Linked DNA regions of Gossypium hirsutum: region 2 is linked to region 1. Evidence: chromatin contacts called from public Hi-C data. All regions are on one chromosome and are shown on one strand. Each heading gives the region's core, a stretch centred on a gene start, on an enhancer-like site or on the middle of the called end of the contact. The rest is flanking DNA. Distances are from core to core; before and after follow the strand shown.

The links. Hi-C and Micro-C count contacts between places; a contact is called where the count stands out from the background.
Region 2: a Hi-C map of leaf shows a contact between it and region 1, with 2.5 times the contacts expected there. The contact joins the promoter of LOC107954588 here to the promoter of LOC107951648 in region 1. A contact is called at or near these places in 2 of 34 Hi-C or Micro-C datasets (leaf and petal).

What each region holds. Positions count from the first base shown.
Region 1 is chrD07:25,211,085-25,214,318 of Gossypium_hirsutum_v2.1, reverse strand. LOC107951648 (protein-lysine N-methyltransferase EFM1) reads left to right here and starts at 1,626. Exons shown (of 17, transcript XM_016886772.2): 1 at 1,626-1,778.
Region 2 is chrD07:25,480,967-25,484,200 of Gossypium_hirsutum_v2.1, reverse strand. LOC107954588 (polygalacturonate 4-alpha-galacturonosyltransferase) reads right to left here and starts at 1,461. Exons shown (of 11, transcript XM_016890188.2): 1 at 1,031-1,461; 2 at 787-941; 3 at 275-309; 4 at 106-165. The coding sequence starts at 928.

The DNA of each region.
Region 1 (3,234 bases), core at 377-2,876:
TTAAGTTTTTTGATTTGGGCTTGTAATTTTGGGCTTTCGATTTGGGATAGTATTGTAACTGGATTGTTAATATTTTGGAATTTTTATTTATTTTTTATGTTTGATTTTTGTCTGGTTTGGGCCCGAGCAAACTTGGGCTCTCACATATATTAATTATAAATTTCAAATATGACTTATATATTGAATAAATTTTACAAACAATTTATTATAATTGTTTAAAAAGTCTTTAAATTTTATATTTCAGTTATTATAGTTTTTTTTATATTTTTACTACAATTTAAATTGAATATTTAATAATACAAAATAATTCAAATATAATATTTTGTCAATAGTAATAATAAAGACACGAAAAAAAAAAGATATTTTGTATTTGGGTCAATTATTCCATTACTTATGAATTGTATGTTATTTTAATATCTAAATATGATTTATATATTGAAATAAAATTTTACAAATAATTTGTTTTTTTTATTTTAATATTACAAATATAAATTATGTCGAAACACAAAATATAGCCAATATAAAAACACAACAAACAAAGAAGAGAAAGCAACTATAAACGCACGTATTGGGATTGAAGATCCACGCATCACAATTAAGAATGGTGGCACTCAAACTTGGATACATAAGGACCCAAGGCCTCACCTTAACCAACAATGCCATAGCCCTCTTAGCATAAATAATTTATCTTAATTGTTTAAAGTTTTCAAAATTGATATTTTATTTAGTGTAATAATATTAACGAATCTAAATATCATTTAAATTAGTTTATTTTTTATTTTACCATTTCATATCTAAAATGAGCATTTTAAATTTCACAAAATTCTTTAACAATAATGCTAAATATTTAAAATCTTAAATCATTGAGTGCCAGAATTACTTTTTAAAAGTAATGCTAAAGTAATCCTTTGGAAATCAATCTCAAAGATACTAAAAGAATAACATTTGATAGACCATGAGAAAGGGGAAAAGATCAAATTTTGGTCCGATAATTGAATGTCGAACTTTGATCCCCTGGAAGATCATTGTCGAGACCTAAGTGGAGTGCACATAGATGATATGGTACACATAGATGGAGGATGGGATTGGAGTGAATTCTAACATCTTTTAGATTGATCAATGGTCCTTTTCATTGCAGGGACATTACATCCTAATCGGCAGGCTCAATGAAACTCATTTCTTTGACAATGGAATGGTAATGGGTTGTTTTCGATGAAAAGTGCTTCAAGATCAACTTGAACCCACCAAATGCAAAATAAAGAACCATTTGGAAGAGCCAATATCCCTAAAGAGTGTGTCATTTTCTTTAGCTAGTGACTAAAAATAAAATGGTGAAAGGTGTCATAAACATTCTATTGAGGGGATTGACCTTTTCGAGAAAATTCTCTAAAATGTTGTCACATAAAACGGAAGCTTAAAAAATGTTTAAATATAAACAATTTACCATTTCACCTATAATTTAATTGTTGATTTTTTATATAAATATAATTTTAATATCATTTTTTTTCTTCCACCTGGTGTGATAATATCTAATATTAATAAAAATGATTTTGAAAATAGTTTAGTTGGTTGAAGCAGGCCCGCAACCATTGAACCAAGTTTTGGGTTAGAAAGTTGAGATATTGAAAATACAAGCGGCTAAGCCCAACTCCAACCAAAACCAAAAAAATTCCCAAAAGTGTCGTCTCAAGCTCTAAGCCTCTCACCAGTCAGGCAGTCACCGGCAAGCACCAACAAGGCACCGTCGACCACCGGCCCTTAAAATTCTCATTTGACTGGTTGGTTTCGTTACTTGTAAACCCATTCTTGATGTTTTAGGATTCTATTTCTGGTTGATTTTTAGTTATAGATGTTACTATGTCAGCCCTTAGTCTCCTTTGACAGCATTGAATTTGAAGGAAACAAACAATGAGCTAATGAGGAAACATGGAATCTCTTACAACTTCCAAACGTCACTCACTTCCATTCTAATATATTTCATTTATTTTCTAATAAAGAAAGAAAAACAAGAAATGGAAAGAGTTTGAAGTTTAGACCAAAACACAGAGAGAGAGTCTGTCATGTCCGAATGTAATAAAATAATAATAATAACTTTTCTTTTTCTTTGTCTCTCCAAATTTACTTAGCTAGAAGAACATAGATGTTCGAACCATGAAAAATGTTTATAATGTTTTGATTTTGATGCTTATTGTTAATGTTTATGAACTGAATTGTTAATTTTAAAATTTTATAGGTATATTGAAAAATGGCTTGTAGTGAAAACAATGAGTTTATGGGGGATAGTGAGAAGGTTTCTGTTTGTTTGATCTTGTCTTTAAATGTTGATTGTTTTGGTTTTCTAGGGATAGCTCATGTTGAACTAGCTCAAAGGTAAAATTATACTGGCTGGAGTTAAACATTTATATTGATATTCCAACTGATATTGATTGTGAACTAGAGATAGAAATTGTTAGACTTAGTTAATTTAGCTTTATCGTTTTAGCTCAAGTGATAAATTCTGCTCTATGATGATGACTGTAAGGAGGATTTTAGAGCCATTGACATCTGATATCATTCCAGTTAATGCCATTTATACTTGTCAAGCTATTTAAGTACAATGCATGCATGAACAAAACACATTCAGCATTCTTATAAATGGAAATAGGCGATTCATGTTTAATGCAAGATTGGTAAGTGGTTGATGAAGGTTTTGGTTTTGCTTCCATTTGCTTGGGGAATTTTCTAATTTCATAGAGCAACTAGGTTACAAAAGCTCATTTGAATGCTGGTGGTTAATTTGCAGTTTTGAAAGCTTACAAAGGACTGCCTTGAAATGATAATATATTTCAATCTTGTGAAAAATAAAGTGACAATGCTCCATCGAGGTCTATTCCATCATTATATAGTCAAAGAAGTGAAGCAGAACTAGAAAATCAAGTTGTCTGGAATTGTTATTGAAATTTTAATTTGCTTGGAATTTTTATGTTTAAATTGTTAGTAATATTTAAATTTTTGTGAAATTATTATGTTTAGTTTGTTTGAATTATTATTTAGCTTTTTTTGTTAATTTATTTTACATTTATTTATTTTAGTTATGAATAAAATTTATTTAAAATTATTTTTTATTTGATTTTATATTATTTTTAAAATTTTAGTTTTAGTGGATTTGGATTTGGGTTATGTTGGATTCAGATATCCGACATAAGGTTGAAAATGTTAAATTCAGATTTTTTGCGGATTCAGATATTTGGCGGA
Region 2 (3,234 bases), core at 212-2,711, 270 kb before region 1:
ATTTGAGTATGACATCAGATGATAAATATAATTGACAATTAAAATCTACCAACAATTGGAGCAAGAACCATAATTTGTATAGAATATAATCCAACACGCATTCACCTCTTTAGTGAATAGGTTTTTGATAGATTGGGATGCCAGCCTTTCTCTCCAGTCAACATTCTGCAAAACTCAACCATTTTAAAATAATGCAGATCTGGGTATAAAAGCTGTCACAGTCTGTCATCTAAGTTAAAAGCAATGCAGATGGATAAGGTTTTAAAGAAGAAACCTGTTTGCCAAAACCACTTTGAACACTATCTTCGTCTGCACAAGAAACAAAAATTGGAACAAAGATCAGATGCAATCAAAGAACACAATTGAATTTATATCTAACTTTATACTCACAACACAATTCAACATAATTGAACAAAAGTTCTATTGTGATGATAAATATTAGGTGAGATGGAGCAACGAATTGTAAGTTAAAATTGGAACTTAGTAGGAGCATCACTATTTACGACAATGTTGTGTAACTAAAGTTAGACCATTTGACTTTACAAATTTCTAGTAAAATGAGAAGCCAAAAACATTTTTAAGAAATTCACTAATCAAAGCTCGGAATCAATTAAAAGATGAGGCACTTTTCAATTTTATCAGATCGAAAAAGACGCATTTATAAACTAATCAAAACAAAGAATTAATTTATCATCATTCTAAAATACAAAATCAAAATCAAATACAAAGTTAGATCTGGTAAGTAGTACTTAAAACCCCGGGGGGAAATTAAGAGAAAAAACGAACCAGAAATGTAAAGCCCTTGACCGACAAAGAAAACAAGTAGAGTCACAATTGAGAAGAAAAAAAGAATCACGATACGCAATCGAGATCCAGAACTTCTGCTCCTTTGGACGCCCACACTGGATAGTCCCCGCTTCAACGCCATTGGCTATCAGAACCTAATAACAACAATAGCAGCAGCAAAATCACTCAGACTTGAAAAAAAAAACGAAATTGCATAATCAAAAGGTGGAAAAAGGATAATTACAAGTTAACAATGAGGAGAACGCGTGAAACTGAAAGCAGCAGATCCGTATCGAAGCTAGTTGGAATGGAAATCCATGGGAAAGCAAGCATAGATTAAGCGTTAATTAAATGCTTTTATCAGTAAAAAAAGGAATTTAATAGTGCAGAGAGAAAGGGAAATGCAGGAAGATGGTGGAGTGAGGAACAAAATTATTTATCTTGGAAACGAAGTGAGTGTAATTTATAAGGAATGCGCTGGCCTAAACAAGCAAGAAACAAAAGAAACTTGAGATAACAAAAATTAATATATATATATATATGTATATATAGAACAAGGGGATCTTCTTCGATCTCGGTTCGGTTTTCGTTTTTTCTGTTGGTAAGTGTTATTTTTCATTATCTTATTATTGTCTTCGCTTTCATACATATATATTCATTCCTTCCGGAAACGATAATCTGAGAGATGGGATAATTATTTTAATTTCTCTTTTAGCCGACAAAGACGTTGCCGTTTTTATCGCCAGACTAGCTTTATGACGTAATGCCAGCCCACCTTATTCTTCTCCATGCAACTTAAGTATTCTACTTTAATATAGTTTTAAACATATTATATAAATATAATATTATCAAAAAACATGGGTTTTGTACAAATTAAACACATTATATAAATATAAGAGTAAATTACACCAACAATTACTCAACTTTGGGGTATGACAAAATAGTCACATTGGTTTTATTTCAATCACTCAACTTTAGAAAAATAACAAAACAGTCATTTTTACCGTTTTCCGTTACAAATGTAACGGTAAAGTGGCATGGCAGATGAAGGCTTGCTTGGTGTCATTAACTTTCAAGTTAGTCAGTTAGCACCAATTTAAACAGCCCTTTCAGCACCCATTGAGGGTTTATGCGATAGAAAAAGAATAAGAAGAAGAAGAGATAAAAAGGGATTTGGCGTGGTTTTTGTCCAAGGTAAAGGGGTTTCCAAAAGGAAAGAAGAGTTTGTTGTCAATGATTGAAGTAGAGCTCTTGAGAGATTTAGTGTTGAGAAAGGCTTTTGAAGTGAAAGCTTTAAATCGCGGAGAATTGAAGAAAGATGGGATTGGTTTAGTGCTATTCTGGGCAGGGGATGCTTGAGAGTTGTGATCAACCATTAAAGTTTGCTTGCTGGTCATTGCTCCGGACCTATTCTTCAACATACCTACCTATCCTCTTTTTATTAGATGGATATTAGAATCAAACCCCGACAAATTTCTAATATGAAACAACTGCAAAAACAAGGAAACAATCAAAATTTGACTAGAACAAAAAAGAAAAAGAACAGTAGGGAATCAAAAGATGAAAGGGGAGAACCTAGATCTGAAAGCTCCTTTTTTCTTCTTACCTATGTTGAGTGTTTTTCTTTTTCATCTGGTTTGTTTCCTTTGTCTAATCACTTTGCCAAACTTGTTAGGCAGAAAAGAAAGGAGAAGACAATAAAAAGAAATTGAAACCAAAATTAGGATTTAGAAACTGATAAAATACTAAAAACCCATACTTTCTCTCTTTCTCCAGTTTTATTCTTCTTATTGTCCTTCAATCTTTTTTTTTGTCCTGGTATTAACCAAAATTAGGCCGTGAAGACTTTTTTTTGGAGATTTAGTATTTCAAGAAGAAATTTCTTTATGGCACAAAGTTTAGCCTTTGAAATTTATCCACAATAGAAGAAAGAGAATATTGGGGAAAAAACCCTAACCCAATTTAATGGTGGTGCAAGTGGTGGTGGTCGGAGTACTTATCAATGTTGTCGGTTTGTTTGTGGGGTCAATTGTATAAGGGTTGTTGGAGACTTTGAGAGGGATTTTACAGTCTCTTGTTCTTGTTCTTGTTCTTGTTCTTGTTCTTGTTCTTCTTCTTCTTCTTCTCCGTTATTAGGGTTTTTTTCAATTTCTTCTTAATTTGGGTGGGTTTCCACTATGGACATCCAATGTGGCTAGTTAATTGGCCACGTCAGCTAATTAACTAGCCACGTCACCTATCCTGTTAGAACTGTAACGAAAAATGTTAGCGAGTGACTGATTTGTCACTTTTTGATAACATTAGTGATTGTTTTGTTATTTTTCTAAAGTTGAGTGACTGAAATGAAACCAAGGTGACTATTTTGTCAGCTACCCCAAAGTTGAGTGACTGTTGGTGTAATTTACCCTAAATATAAAGTTAATAATTATAAAAAAGTAAATATGTTAT